Regions from separate parts of the Sus scrofa genome. Here region 1 is linked to region 2. Evidence: chromatin contacts called from public HiChIP or PLAC-seq data. All regions are on one chromosome and are shown on one strand. The core of a region is the stretch at or near the end of the contact, and the rest is flanking DNA. Distances in the headings are between cores, read along the strand shown.

Region 1 (3,407 bases), core at 827-3,326, 280 kb after region 2:
GGATCCCAGACAATGACTCTGTAGTCTGATTCATTAATATTGGTTGTCTTCAGCAGAGAGTATCCAGATTTGACCTGCCAAGTATTAAATTTTTAATGTATTACTAGTTCTTTCACAGAGTAAGGCCTGTCTTTGTTCTTTGTATTTTTGTATCAGTACAGCTTGAATCAGATGGAGATTTAATTTCTAGAGTCGCTAAATATGCCTTATTTTAAAAAATACATGCACAACACACACACACAACTATAAAAATGTTTATTGTTGAAAATATTTCAATATGATCAGCTACCTTTTAAGATGGTTGAAAGTATGCATTTCCAGATTTATTTTGAAAAGTGCCAGGGGGTGCTATGTGTTATGTACAATAAGTTAATTATTATGCTATTAACATTGATGATGTTGAATGTGTATTAGTTAATGTGTTAATGACGTGTTAATTACTGTACATGTTGTGAAGACCCTTCAGGCTTGTTCTATGATGCAACATGTCAACTCGAACCAGACCAAGTAATCTGCAACGCAGACTGTAACTCTTAAAAATAACACTTGTAAACATAAATTATAAATTAAATTATGCTTTTTATTATCCTTTTTCTTTCTGGTAGAATGAATAAGTAATTCTTCTGCTATCTGCACCTGTTAGAACCTAATACTGTCAGACTCTGTTTTCCCCAAGAGGATTGGAAGAGATTTGTTATACAATAACTTCCGCTTTGTTTACGCTCTGGCATTTAGTGTATATTTTATATAGATTCATGTGTTTTGCAAGCTGAAAGATCCTTTTTTTGCATTTGTTTACCAGATTAATTTATAATAGAAGACACCCCTGTCTTTGTGCAAGCAGGTGAAAAGTGGCCTTATTCAATTAGCACCACTAGTTGATACTACACTAATCTATATATAATTGTGATTCAGTCTATGGCCCTTCAAGATTTTGGCCAAATAGTTGAAACCTTAAGAGATCAGTCATAAAAAACTGGATGCCACTTTCAAATCATTTGAAAGGCCAGAATTTGCTGCCATTTGAAAACATGAAATAGAATAATATATTTGGGTTTTGCATAAATACAATTTGAAAAGGTCAAATATTCAAACTTCATTATTTCAATTTTTGAATTAAGGGTTGCTCACTTCTTCTGAATTGTGAACGTTTTTGGAAAATATACCTGGTATTAATCTTTAAGAGATGAATTCGGTGAAATACAATAAAGTTATGGAATACAGTGTTATTCATAAAATATTTTTATCTCTTCAAAATCATTTGTCTCATATCAAGCTGCATTTATAAAGAATGATAATTCATAAATGAACTGAGTCTTGTAGTGAGGAATTTTTTAAATGACCCACAACCAACTCTTGAAAATACAAAAATAAAATAAAAATGAATGTTCCTTTTCGGCAGTTAATCTACCTTTTGAGGTTGTTAACACAGTATGTACAAGAGGTGGTGAAGAGTAGGAGAGTTATCAAGGGTAAAATCCTGGTTCTTTCACCATTAGCTGTGTGACTGTGAGCATGGCCTCAGTTTCATAATAATGAAAGTGGGCATAATAATAGTACTTACCTCTTTGGATTGTTAAGATGATTAAATGAGTTAATATAGGCAAAGCACTTTGAGCTGGCTCTGGCACATAGGAAACACTCGATAAACATGGGGTCTTATTAACCTACCTTTAATACTACACTGAAAACTATTTGGAAGCATTTAATTTCCACAAGCTCTGAATTCCCCAGGACCCATTATGAAAGTGAGTTTTTGGTTTTCAGTCATTATAGTCTCGTACCTCATCACAGAAAAACGTCTTATTTTTAATGATGATTTTTATTACTCCAGAGTTGTTTACATCCACCTGGAGTCATCCAGGTTTTTTCGTTCATTCAACCTTGTTTGATTTCCTATAGCACAGCTCTTGAGATTTGTATTGGCATGGAAGGGTATTCTGACCAGGACTCTGGTCTCTCTTGCAAGTATTTGTGTCTCTTTTGTTTACAGCCCTGATGTCCTCTTGTAATACCCATGCAAAAGGGATTCTAATAAATCTTGTGCTCAGCATTACACATTGTTTGTTTTAGCTGCCTTCCACTTCATGCTTCCTCCTTTAAGAGCGAGCCATTACGAAAGGTTAGATTCACAGTTAGCAGGCTTTAGCTCTCCCTTTTGAATCAGTGAGGTTGCCGTTTTATTGCTCTCCGACTTACACTTCAGTGATGAGAGTAAACTAGCATCAGATTAAAGGTCAGCAAATCCCATCAAAGAGAGGAATATTAGGGGCAGAGATAGTTGGAGAGGCAGCACACCACTGGGTATTGACAGGGTGATTCCAGGGTATCAGTCAGCAGAATTATAGCTGCCCAGAGAGTCAGTACAGCTTTAATGAGCCTGTGTGAAGAGGAAGAGGGTGGATTTATGTAGTTCCTCATAATTTTCTGTAGAGACTGTTATTGCAGACATTCTGTGGAGTGTTCTGGTCTTTCATTTAATTCAAAGGTCCTGGAGCTTATCCATCCTCTAAATTCCTTTTTGTTAGCTCAAATCAAAGTTGACATTTCCATGGTTTACCACCTAAAACACCCAGTTCAAAATCAGGTTTCTTTAGGCAATTTTGAAATCTGTAAACTGTTAATATAAATCTACAATCATGTTTATATTAATGCATATATGTTTCCTCTTCAGAAAAGTGGGTTGAATAATGAACTTTTTTTTTTTCTTGTAAGTAGCCAATGGGGGAAAATGTACATTTACACATTGCCCCCTAAGTAACTGGGGGAAAAACTGATTATAATTATGATATGGTGCTTTTCAAAAGGATCTTAATGCTCATTCCCCTTAAATTGGCTTTCCTAATTAATTGTTTATGTGCCATTTGTATATGCCCCATCTTACTCTTTATGCCCCCCCAGTACCCCTAAACTAGAAAAAAAAATTTTATCTGTGGAGAGGAAATGTTTTTAATCATTGTGATGAGCAAGGCTACATTTAATTGCGCTAATTTTCAGTCCACCTTGATTTTGATGTATCTTTGTGGTGAATCTGATTCATATTAATTTCTTATCAGAGGGGGATTAAATCTCTATGACTTCAAAATCTAGACTATGCTGTGGTAAGTCAAGTGTTTATGAAAAATGTCAGGATATCCTTGCCGTAGGTTATTTGCTTAAAGAGTTAATGATATATAGATAGATTTTTTTTAACTTAAGCTTTTATTTATAGGTCACTAGAAAATAGATGGTTTGTGAGAAAATTATCAATAAATTTGTGCCAGAATGTTTTATTTTATTAGCCAAACCAGCCACTTCTTTGTAACCTGTTTTTAAGAATATGCCTTTTTGATTATTTATAAGTAAATGAATGCATTATTAACACAGAGGTCTTGTTGGTGTGATTTGCTGCTTGGAAGATGCTTTTA
Region 2 (3,384 bases), core at 363-2,862:
CAACTAGTATCCATGAGGATGTGGGTTCAATGCCTGTCCTTGCTCAGAGGCTTAAGGATCCAGCGTTGCTACAGCTGCAGCGCAGGTAGCAGATGCAGCTCAGATCTCGTGTTGCTGTGGTTGTGGCATAGGCTGGCAGCTGCAGATCCAATTTGACCCCTAGCCGGGGAACTTCCATATGCCTCATGCGCAGCTGTTAAAAAAAAAAAAAGTGGAGTTCCCATCGTGGCACAGCAGAAACGAATCCCACTGGGAACCACGAGGTTGAGGTTTGATCCCTGGGTTGAGGGTTGAGGATCTGGTGTTGCTGTGAGCTGTGGTGTAGGTCACAGATGCAGCTCAGATCTGGTGTTGCTGTGGCTGTGGCGTAGGCCAGCAGCTATAGCTCTGATTAGACCCCTAGCCTGGGAACGTCCATGAGCTGCAAGTACAGCAAAACAAAAACAAAAACAAAACAAAACAAAAAAAAGTGACTTACATTAGTGGGCATAAAATCATGCTCAACAGATCTCAAGTAACTGGTATCAGCAGACCATCTCCAACCACAAAACAAGTTCAAATCAATCATCAAAAAGAAAAGTTAGAAAAACCTTCTGGGTTTGGAAATTCAGGAACACTCATAAATAATTCAGAAAAGTAATATGAGAAATGAGAAATATCTACAGGCAAATATACCAAAAAAAAAAAATATGAGATTACGAGATAAAGCTAAAAGAAGAAGGACCTATACCACCAGAGCAAGTAAACATTGTAATGATCTTCTGGAAAAAGACCTAAGGTCATTTAGTCAAGCAATCATGTACTGAGAAAGAGGAATGCCAACAGTTCAAAAATGCTGGACACTGTTGAAGCTGAAAATGGACCATGGCTACAATACAGCCCCACTCAGGTGTGGCTTCGAAAGATAACAGTGATACAAAGTCTTCCCAGTAGCCAGACTTTGTTTGTTTTGGCCACACCCACAGAATGTGGAACTTCCTAGACTAGGAACTGAACCCACACCACAGCAGTAACCCAAGCCACTGCAGTGACAATGCCAGATCCTCAATCCACTGTACCACAAGGGAACTCCCCAATAGCTAGAGTTTGGACAAAGCATTTGCTCGTCTCCTTTGTGTGGAAGGAGATGTGTCAGGAAGTTAAAATCCGTAGACTCCTGGGAACATGGGCCTTAGGAGAGTTCTTATTACCCTGATAAAGAGTAGCTCAGTGTGTCTAAACTGCGCAAACGATGTGGTTTACACTGAACATCTGCCTTCCTTCCAGGACTCTGGAATTTGGTACACGCTAGGCAGAGGGTGTACAGGTGAAGAGCCTCCAACAGAAACCCTGGGCACTGAGTTTCTAATAAGCCTCCACAGCAGATATTTTTACCCACGTTGACACACCTTGTTGCTAGGGGAGTAAGCATGTCCACTGTGATGCCACTGGAAGAGGACTCTTAGAAGTGTGTACCTGGTTATCCCTAGGCTTTGCCCATTATACTTTTCCCTTTGTTGATCATGCTTTGTACACTTTAAAAACATGAGCACAATTTATATGCTGACTCCTGTGAGTCCTAGTGAATCACTGTCCCGGGGAATTGCAAAACAGACTTCTATCTTCAGCTAGTCTTTGTGACTGGCCTCCCCAGTGCTGGCACAATACACACATGAGCAGAGTAGCCATGACAACAAAGACCGGGGCTATATGTGGACCCAAAAGCATGATCTCCCATTCACCAAGGCTGATATTGTTACCGTCCACGGTCAAATATCCAACCCGACAGCAACAGAGAACAATACTGAGGTCCCAGTAGACCATCACCCTTTAAGGAGACCAAACAGTTATTTGCTGCAAGTTGAATGTACTAGACTTCTTCTACTCTGAGGTGGCTTTGGCAGAGGTCACACATGTTCAGGTATGGATTTACCTTTCCTGCCAGGAAGGCTTCAGCCAGGAGAGTGTTTAATCCACCAAAATGGCAGCCCACATAACATGGGACCAGACTGAGAAACCCACTTTATAGCAAAGGATATGTGGTATTAGCATATAACCATAGGATTGTTTGGTTATATCACACACCGTACTACTCAAAAGCTTTCAGTCTAACAGTGATAGAACAAGGTACAAATAAGGCACTAGCTCAGAGGTGACACCCTGTGAGGCTAGGATGCCATCTCTAGGACACAATACATATACAAAATATCAACAATCATTATATGGTATTACGTCCTCGGTAGGTAAGACACACGGTTTTAGGAACCAAGAAGAGGAAGCAACAGTGGCTCCATTAACCATTACTTCCAGGGACCCACTTGGGAATTTATGCTTCCTATCCCTAGAAGTTGCGGCTCTGTGGATTTAGAGAACCTGGCTCGCATATGCAAAACACTTCTACCAAGGGACACAGGAGACACACAGCAAAAGTCCCACTAAAGGTTAAACTATGTTTGCTGGTCAGGCTCCTCATGTCAAGGGATATCAGGCAAGAAGAAAAATCACCACCCTGAAAGGAGGAATTGACTCTCGTCAGGAGACGGCAGGGCTGCTGTTACCCAATGGCGGCAAGAAGGAATAGGTCTGGCCAGTAAATCCATGTGGGCATATTTTGTTACTTTTGCCCAGTTTTGGTGGTAAACAGACCAATGAAGCAGCCAAAGCCTTTGAAAAGTAGCCAGTAACTCAGGGATAAGGGTCTGGGCCATCATACCCTAAAAGCCACCTAGACTAGAGAAGACACTAACTGAGACTGAAGGGACAGGAACGAATACTGGAAGAGGGAGAGGAGTATCAGTTCTGGCCTCAAGACTAGCTGCAGCAATGGGGACTGCGGTTTATTCTATGAACTTTCCTTATTTAAGTTTTCCAAAAACCCAGAAACCCACCAGAGGGATGGAGGAGCCATCCCAGTAAATTTGTATTTACTTACATGGATCAAGTAAACATAAGCAGCACGAAGGGTAGGGGAAGACTGGCATGGTGAATGCAGAAATATTAAGGCCTGGCCCCCTTGCCCCCACCCGGGACACCTCCGAAGGGCCATCTTAGCTTCAGAATGCTCCACGGTGTAAGTACTACTGCCCAACATCTCCTTCTACCCAATCCTGCTCCCTTCTCTTCTCCCAGCAGATGATGATTTAGAAAGCACTCTCTGACAAATTGGCTGCATGCTCATCTCCATTTCAGAGTCTGTTGCCCAGAGAAACCCAACCTGTGACAATTAGTTTTATTAACAAGTTCTACCAAACATTCAAAATATAGATAGTGCTCTTATTACCCATACTATTCAACAGTACAAAAAAACAATTCCTAAATCACATTAAGAAGCTACCAAACCTAGATATCAATACCTGAGAGTATGATAGTAACATTACAGGCCACTGCAAACAAGGATGCAAAAGC

What was found. HiChIP or PLAC-seq counts read pairs in DNA pulled down with a chosen protein or histone mark.
Region 1: an H3K27ac HiChIP or PLAC-seq map of alveolar macrophages shows a contact between it and region 2. The contact joins two enhancer-like sites. A contact is called at or near these places in 1 of 47 Hi-C or Micro-C datasets (embryonic fibroblasts) and 1 of 2 datasets of contacts at active chromatin or transcription factors (alveolar macrophages).

The regions. Positions count from the first base shown.
Region 1 is chr1:266,540,590-266,543,996 of Sscrofa11.1, forward strand. All of the region lies in intron 2 of PBX3 (pre-B-cell leukemia transcription factor 3), which reads left to right. Among named protein-coding and RNA genes, the nearest start is that of PBX3, 160 kb to the left of the region's middle. Within about 2 kb of position 2,077, at least 4 of the 83 cell types and tissues checked have an H3K27ac peak or open chromatin away from gene starts, as enhancers often do. A contact at or near this core is called in alveolar macrophages, where this site is marked.
Region 2 is chr1:266,258,054-266,261,437 of Sscrofa11.1, forward strand. All of the region lies in intron 4 of MAPKAP1 (target of rapamycin complex 2 subunit MAPKAP1), which reads right to left. Among named protein-coding and RNA genes, the nearest start is that of MAPKAP1, 87 kb to the right of the region's middle. Within about 2 kb of position 1,613, at least 2 of the 83 cell types and tissues checked have an H3K27ac peak or open chromatin away from gene starts, as enhancers often do. A contact at or near this core is called in alveolar macrophages, where this site is marked.